Regions from separate parts of the Zea mays genome. Here region 1 is linked to region 2. The links are chromatin contacts, called in public Hi-C maps. All regions are on one chromosome and are shown on one strand. Each heading gives the region's core, a stretch centred on a gene start, on an enhancer-like site or on the middle of the called end of the contact. The rest is flanking DNA. Distances are from core to core; before and after follow the strand shown. Region 1 holds the start of LOC103636280. Region 2 holds the start of LOC103636257.

What was found. Hi-C and Micro-C count contacts between places; a contact is called where the count stands out from the background.
Region 1: a contact with region 2 is called in a Hi-C map of leaf, with 7 times the contacts expected there. The contact joins the promoter of LOC103636280 here to the promoter of LOC103636257 in region 2. A contact is called at or near these places in 2 of 25 Hi-C or Micro-C datasets (leaf and leaf mesophyll).

Annotation. Positions count from the first base shown.
Region 1 is chr1:72,826,644-72,830,188 of Zm-B73-REFERENCE-NAM-5.0, reverse strand. It overlaps LOC103636280, which reads right to left and starts at 2,219. Exons shown (of 10, transcript XM_008658646.2): 1 at 1,816-2,219; 2 at 1,539-1,598; 3 at 834-893; 4 at 616-723; 5 at 459-533; 6 at 245-307. The coding sequence starts at 1,941.
Region 2 is chr1:72,141,693-72,145,732 of Zm-B73-REFERENCE-NAM-5.0, reverse strand. It overlaps LOC103636257, which reads right to left and starts at 2,339. Exons shown (of 2, transcript XM_008658625.2): 1 at 1-2,339. The coding sequence starts at 1,786. LOC103644713 (nuclear transcription factor Y subunit A-7) reads right to left here. Exons shown (of 6, transcript XR_002266130.1): 4 at 2,700-2,787; 5 at 2,346-2,513.

The DNA.
Region 1 (3,545 bases), core at 970-3,469, 680 kb before region 2:
ACGTATCTATTCTATTGTAATGGGCTTTGGCTCAGCCCATAGACTGGTAATATATATACTCTCAGTCTACCCTAATTAGGATTAGGTTTTCCCTCAAACCACTGCTCTAACAAGATAGGTAAGGTTGCTGAAGATAGCCTAACAATCATAATATCTTCAAATAGATTATGAACTTTTGTGATGCTAAGGAAAAGGCTGGAAGCATACAAACATAATTCTAAACGAATGTGTGGAGATAGTTTACCTTTGAAGGTTTACCAGCAGACAAATTTTCCTCTTCTCTGACACGCTTTCTTTTCTTGTATTTCTACAATAGATAAGACACATGAAAAAGTATTTGAGCGCCAATGATGATAGGGCAGTAGCTTAAGTTACAAAGGAAAACCGACAACATCGGTTATCATTTCTAGATAAGTGTTCAAAAAATTTTATGGCCAAAGTAACCCAAAGTTTAGGACCTTATCCGAGTTTATGACATCACTACCAGAACAGTGATCCTTAATGAATTCCATCAGAAACAATACAAGTTCCTCCTGAAAAGAAACATAAATGTTTTGTAATGTGCACCCTCGGGCAGGTGAGAATAGAAAATTCAAGTTTTTAAGTTGGACCAACCTTCCTATTAGCTCTTGAGCCAATTAAATCAAACGAGCGACACAGTTCGATAAGTGTATCTCTTTTACATCTGTTGAGCTTCTCCAGTAGCTCTGCCCGTGATTTTTCCTGTTGTCAAGTCAATACCATGTCCAGTATCAAATATGTTGTTAACATAATAATGGACAAGAAAACACACTGATTCAGTACTGCCAAGCTGTTACCAAATCACAACATACCTCTTGATCCTTACAATCATGCTGAATGAGTTGGAGAATTTGTTCTCTTAAGTCAGTTACCTGGTATGGTTAACCAAACTAGGAGTTATTCCAGAAGATTGAAGACACAATCTATAACCATCTCACTCGATTTACACTTAGCAAACAGATATACTGCATACTCAATTCCTAGATTTGGTTCAGTGCTACAATAAAGAAGCACATCCTTCGAATTCACAGCTTCAACATCTATTTATACCATGCCAGTAAGAATCATTAAGACAGTGATGAGTTTTTACGGGCTGAGGGAACAGTTAGGTGCTTACAGTGATGGTCTAAGCATCGCCAATCTATCAATGCAAGTGTAGAAGGTTGCATCAATACACCTATCAATAAGCATGTCACGTGTACCTACTCAATGAATGAGCCAGACCTTGTTTCAGTGGCCAGTAAAGTTTCCTTTGCCTAAAAGACCAAACAATTAACATGGATACATGAGGAACAAGCTAATGCGCCTTGTGGAAGTTGCTAGTCTATCTTTGACTTTGTAATGTTTTGCATGCAAAATTATGCAAATGCAGTACAGTAACGAGGTGTGAATGCTAAGGCCCTCCAAGGCAATGGAACTTAGTAGTCCATTTAAATGGTTGAATCTGATTTGAATAAAGACAAAGCCACATGTAACGAAATTCAGCTTGGCATCTCTGTACCAGCCAAAAAACCTACCGATTCTTTCTCAAAGAAGACCCAAGTAGGCTGCTTCATCAACTTAGTCTCGGACGCATCCTATAGAATGGCAAAGAAAACATAGCAACCATCAGGGGCGGTCGAGTAAAGGACATGGGTGTACACACATGTACACCATATAATTTCTGCAAGGCGATCGAAGTTAGTAGCCATATTGTATGCATATACACCTGAAATTAGATCAGATCCGAATACAAATAGTAAGATAGTGTTTGTGGGCACAGTTTCACACAACAGGAAGGGAAGGAGGGCGTACCTGGTGGCGCTCGTCGCCGGCGAAGGGGCCGAATAAGACCTGAGCACCTGGCGTAGCCGGCAGCGACGGCCGTTCAGGCGTTGCGCTGTGGTGGTGATTGGAAGAAGAAAATCCAGGTTGCAGCATAGAGGCAGATCGGGTCCGTGTAGAGCCCGTCGATCTACCTTGGTGTGCTGCCTGTCGTCTGCTCCGCCCGACCGAAGCTCACCGTGCTGGTAGTAAACCGGCTCGCCCAGGGGAGCTGTCACTTGCTGCTTCAGGCAGCGTCGGGGCTCGGGCGGGCGCGGGCAAGGTGCCAAGGTCGGCCAGCGGCACGCTCGGCTCGACACAGTGCGGAGGGGAGCGGGAGGAGCCGAGGACGAGGAGCCGCTGAGGAAGGCAAGGGAATGTATTTAACTTTATTTACCGTTGGCACTGCTGTAGCAACGTTTTTATTTTGCAAAGTTTTAGTTGACATAAAACATATCATTTTATTAAAATATAAATACATCAAATTAGAACATAAAATCTACATAATTAATGAAAAAACAAAAATTATATAAATTAAAAAATACATAACTAAAAAAACTAATTTTACTTGCTTATATTCCTTTTCTGTTTATTATGTCGCTTCTTTCTTATCTAATTTTACTTGTTTTGTCATTTTTTTAGGATCAACTCGAATGGGTGTTTTATATCCTGTCTATATCGGTGTAGTAATTTAGTCTTATATAAGCTTTTAAATATCTGTTTTCTCTATAAATAGAGACTGAATGCTACTTGTTGGGTCTTTTTTTCGTTGAGCTCTTGCCTGCAATAGAGTATAGTGCGTCTATACTTACTTATTATGAGGCACATCTTTACACGCTTAAATTTAGACAAAATCTTTTAGGCCCTGTTTGTTTTCTTTTATTTTGTGGAGTTGAAATCTTACTAATGAAATATGTTATTTTTTTAAAATGTGATATTCCACCACTTTTTAAAGTTATCATATAAGTTTATTTCAAATTCATGGGATGAGAGATGGAAATTGATTTTATAGATTTATATACTATTTTCCCGATGTACAACTTATAACACAATCTTCTACTTGCTTCGTTATAATATAAATGTAGTATATAACTATCTTTCTCATATGATTTAGAATAATATACAAATATATTACATATATAAATATTTGAACTTAATTAGTTTTGTCTAAATTATAATTATTAAAACGGAATTCAATTCCAACGAAACAAACTGGTCCTTATAGTTTTACTCCCATCACTCATGTCGTCGTCACCGTGCCTCGCACCTAGGCCTGGGCAAAAAGAACCGGAACCGAGGAACCGAACAGAAATAACCGAGAACCAAAACCAAACTAACCGAAACGAAGGAACCGTTATGAAATTCAGTTCTGGTTTTTTTGAGAACCGAAATAAATGAGATATTTTCGGTTCTGCACTCCAAAGAATCGAAAGAACCGAAAAAAACAAAAGTATTAGATTCAATTTGTTACATGTGTTTGTAACTTCGGATGTTGTTTTATCGACTTATGTTGAACCTCTAATCATCCATGTATTATCTATGAAATTATGGTCATTGTGCACTCGTGGTTGTTTGCGGGGAGATGTTGCTGAAATTTCTCACAAAAGTTGTCGTTATTCAGAATTTTAGAGTGGTTGTTACAGTTCGGTTAGAACCGAGGAACCGAACCGAAGAACCGAGAACCGAACTAGTCGGTTTTGATTTCTTTATCTTGCTATTTC
Region 2 (4,040 bases), core at 1,090-3,589:
AGGGCGAGAGCTGGAATGGTGCCAGAGTCGTTGGTGGCACGCCATAGGGAGGCGTGGGAGGCACGCCGTAGGGAGGCGCTGTCAGGAGCGCCAGCACCGGAGGATAGGAGGCACTAGAGGCCTGGCCCGACCACATGGAGATGGTCCTGGTCCAGGGGTTGTAGAATGATGGCCACGCCTGGCCGCCACCTTGGCCGAAGGGACCACCTCGGGTGGAGCCGCCACCCCCGCGACCGCCCTTGCGGGAGCGACGACCTCCGTTGGCGGTGGAAGCCGAACGAGGAGCCGCAGGGACTGCGGGTGGAGGGCGGGTAGGAGCCCCGATCGACAGAGAGCGAGGGGCCTGCTCCCTCGAAGGCGCCTGACCGCCGGGAGGAGAGCTGTAGAGGGGCGGGGCCGGAGCGGGTGCCTCAGTCTCCATGATGAGCTCCTCGAGAAGAAGCTTGTTCCACACGACATGGAAGGTGGGAAAGGGCACGGTCCTCTTAATCAAAGCCTTCAGGTGACTGTAGCGGGGGCTAAGGCCACGCAAAAGGTTTAACACCACGGTACGGTCGGCGACCGGCTCGCCGAGGTCCCGGAGGGAGTCCGCCATGCCCTTCATCTGGCGGCAGTACTCCCCCACGGAGAGATCCCCCTGAGAGAACAGGTGGAACTGGTCGTCGAGGTGGAGCGCCCAGGCCTCCCGGTTCCTGAAGAACTGGTCCTCAAGAGCTAGCCACAACTGGCGAGCGGTGTCCGCCTGGTCGCGGACGATGTCCTGTAGCTCGACGGTGATGGTGTTGTTGAGCCAAAAGAGGACCACACTGTCCATCTGGGCCCACGATGGTGACAGCGGGGTGACGAGGTCGTAGAGAACGTGGTCGGCGAGGGCGAACCGCCGAAGCGTGAGGAGCACCTGAGCGCGCCAGCGAGGGTAGTGGGAGGACGTCGGATCCAACACCACAGACACAAGGGACCGAATGTTGTGAACCTCGACGGCCTGGGCGTGGAGGGCGACGATGGTGGTGGCGTCGAGCCCAGAGACATGGGGAGCCTCGGAAGTGATCGGGAGATCGTCATGGGCGACCAGCATGGTGGGGCTGCGACCGAGGAGGAGACGTTGCGCGGTGGCCATCTGGGCGGTGAGGGCGGCACCCATGGCACGTTCTTGCTCCAAGGCAAGAGACGCGGCGCGTTCGTGCTCCTGGGAAGCGGCAACGGCTGCCTGGATGGTGGCGATGGCTGCGACAAGCGCGGAGGATGTGGGTGGAGTAGCAGTCGAAGACACGACGGTGTCAGCCCACGCTGGATCTGAGAAGCCTGACGGCGGGCGACGAATGCGCTGCTGCGCAGAGAGAGCAGCGGTGGCCTGCGTGGAAGTGAGGCCAAGCCAGGCGGGGAGGCCGGGCAGGGAGGCGGCGGGGAGGCCGGGCAGGGAGGCGGCGGGAGCGGCGCCGAGGGCCGGCGAGCCGAGCATAGGGCTGGTGCCCACGCCGGCGAGGTGGCTGGGCAGAAAGCCGGCGGAGAGGCCTGGCAGGGAACTGGCTAGAGCAGCGCCGGTGATCTGTGTGGCTGCGCCGGCGGCCTGTGGGCCAGGCAGGGAGCTGGCGCTCACGCCGGCGAGGTGGGGGGCGACGGCCGCGCGGCCTGCTTCCGCGTGGGGGGCCGAGCCCGCGCCTGTGGAGGCAGCGGCCGCAAAGGCCGCACCCACGCCGGTGAGGGAGTCGAGCAGGGGAGGCAGGCCGGTGCCTGTGCTGACGGCGGTGGTGGTGGCGGCCCCTGCAGAGGACGCGGGAGGATCCATGGAGGGGAGGGAAGAATGGGCCGGCAGGAGGAAGAACCGGCGTCCGGAGGTGGCCGGCGGCTGGCAGGGGAAGGCCGGCGGCTGAGGTGGGAGGGGATTTAAAAGTGGAAAAAAAAATTAAACTATCTCTATAAACCGGCGGCTGAGGTGTGAGGGGAGAGAAAAGTGGAAAAAAATTAAACTCTCTATAAATCGGGTACTCTATCCATAACTGTTCCCACATACACTGCAGCCGCGATAGGTTTTTGTATGCCAAAACTGTACTAGTAGTCTATAAATTGCACTGACTCTGAATCTCTGATAACCATCTGAATGATCATAGAAGGTGTGGTAAATAGTTTAGTGGTGTAGTGCATCCCTAAGTGTGCAAAATTATGGAACTTACAAGAGAAACCGGTACGGGTAAATGTGAAGTGCTTTAAGGCATGTTTGGTTCCCTACCTAAGTTGGCACACTTTACCTAATTTTTCTGACTAAGGCTAGTTATTTAATTCGGACGACCAACCTTAATCAAAATATGACATATTTAGCCACAAACCAAACAGACACTTAGACTTACCTTCCGACCTTTCACCAGTTTATTTTGGGCCTCCAGTTTTGCGCGTTTTTGCCTCCTCCGGAGGATAGCATTGTATTGCTTTGCATTGACAAATATGGGTTCCTCTGCTGCAGGCCCAACTGGCAATGGTACCCTAGTGTTTGCTGCACCACTAATTTGGGGATGGACCTGCATGATAATAAATAAGGATTCCACACAGCAAATTCACGAATGAAAGGTAGGGACAAAATGTTTCAGTAACTGAATGTTAATAACTTAGGCAAAATATATGGATCATGTTTGTTATGTAACTTAACCATGCTAACAAGTATAAACATTGAAAATGCTGTAGAACTATAAACCATAGATACTCACAATTCCATTTGAAGCGTATCCTGCCCACACCCCGCCATAATATGGATCAGCACTATAAGAAGCACAACCCTGGAAAAATAGTGGGTAGCTGGAAAAACTTGTTAGGATTTATGGGCTTGGCCCAATTAAGAATTTCTAATAAATCCCAGGAAAATCTCAAAAGCCCATATAAGTGGATGGCAAAGGGATAGGTGAAACCAATAGCACCATATTGCTAGCTCTAGTGGAGTAGAGCTAGCTTAAATATGTAAGCCACACTCACTCACCAAGTCATGGATGAGAGGAGAGTGTGTGGAGAGCCACACGCGCGCGCGCGCTCGCTCGCCTCGCCTCGCCTGGCCTGGCCGGGCCGGGCGGGGCGAAGGGCGCACGACATGCGCGTGAATGGTCCGCCGAAATCCGGCCCCTCGCCTTGCGGGGGCGCGGCTACCTTTTGCCGTTTGATTTTTTGGTTTCTTGGCTGTTACGCTTATCCTAACCGATCCCTATAAAATCTCAACTGATTGCGAGATTTTCGTGGGCGGATAAGCACTGGGGTCGCGGACTCGGCCCTATAAAAGGAGCCCGGCAGCCAGCCTCCAAATCATCCCAGATCCCAGTTCGCTTTCGCCTCTCTTCATAGCTGAGCCGCCTTTTAGTTCCCTTCGTCCCGACCGCAGAGGTGCATCTGCGATCAGGAGAGCAGGTCTCCGGAACCCTTCGTCTTCTAGATCCTGCACCGGGAGAGCGCGAATAAGGTTTTTGGGAAGCGTCTTCACGCGACTGCTCGTGATCTGCTGACCTCGTCAACCCATCTGATCCTGGCGCGCACCAACAATCAGTAAGTCTAATCAGTACGCATCATCTGATTTGGCTTTTATTTCAGTTCTTCTGATTTGGTCAGGATTTATATTCGGAATTTAATTTGGAATTTGTCTAATTATTCAACAATCCAAAAACCTTATTGTAGACAATTTCCTAGTTTTTCTATGGCTGCTTTTGCCGACGCGCTGAAGCCAGAAAAGTTTAATGGTATGCACTTTAAGAGATGGCAAGTCAAGGCCACGCTCTGGCTTACTGCTATGAATGTCTTCCATGTTAGTAAAGGCAGACCTGAGGGTCCACTGACTCCTGAACAGGAGAAAGAGTACGACCATGCCAATACTATGTTCACGGGAGCCGTTCTTAGCGCCCTTGTTGACCGTCTGGTTGATGCGAATATGCAGTACACAGACGGGAAACAGTTGTGGGATGCACTTACTACTAAGTATGGTGCATCAGATGCTGGCAGTGACCTGTATATCATGGAGAGCTTTCATGATTATAAGATGGTTGATAATCGCTCTATTGTAGAGCAAGCTC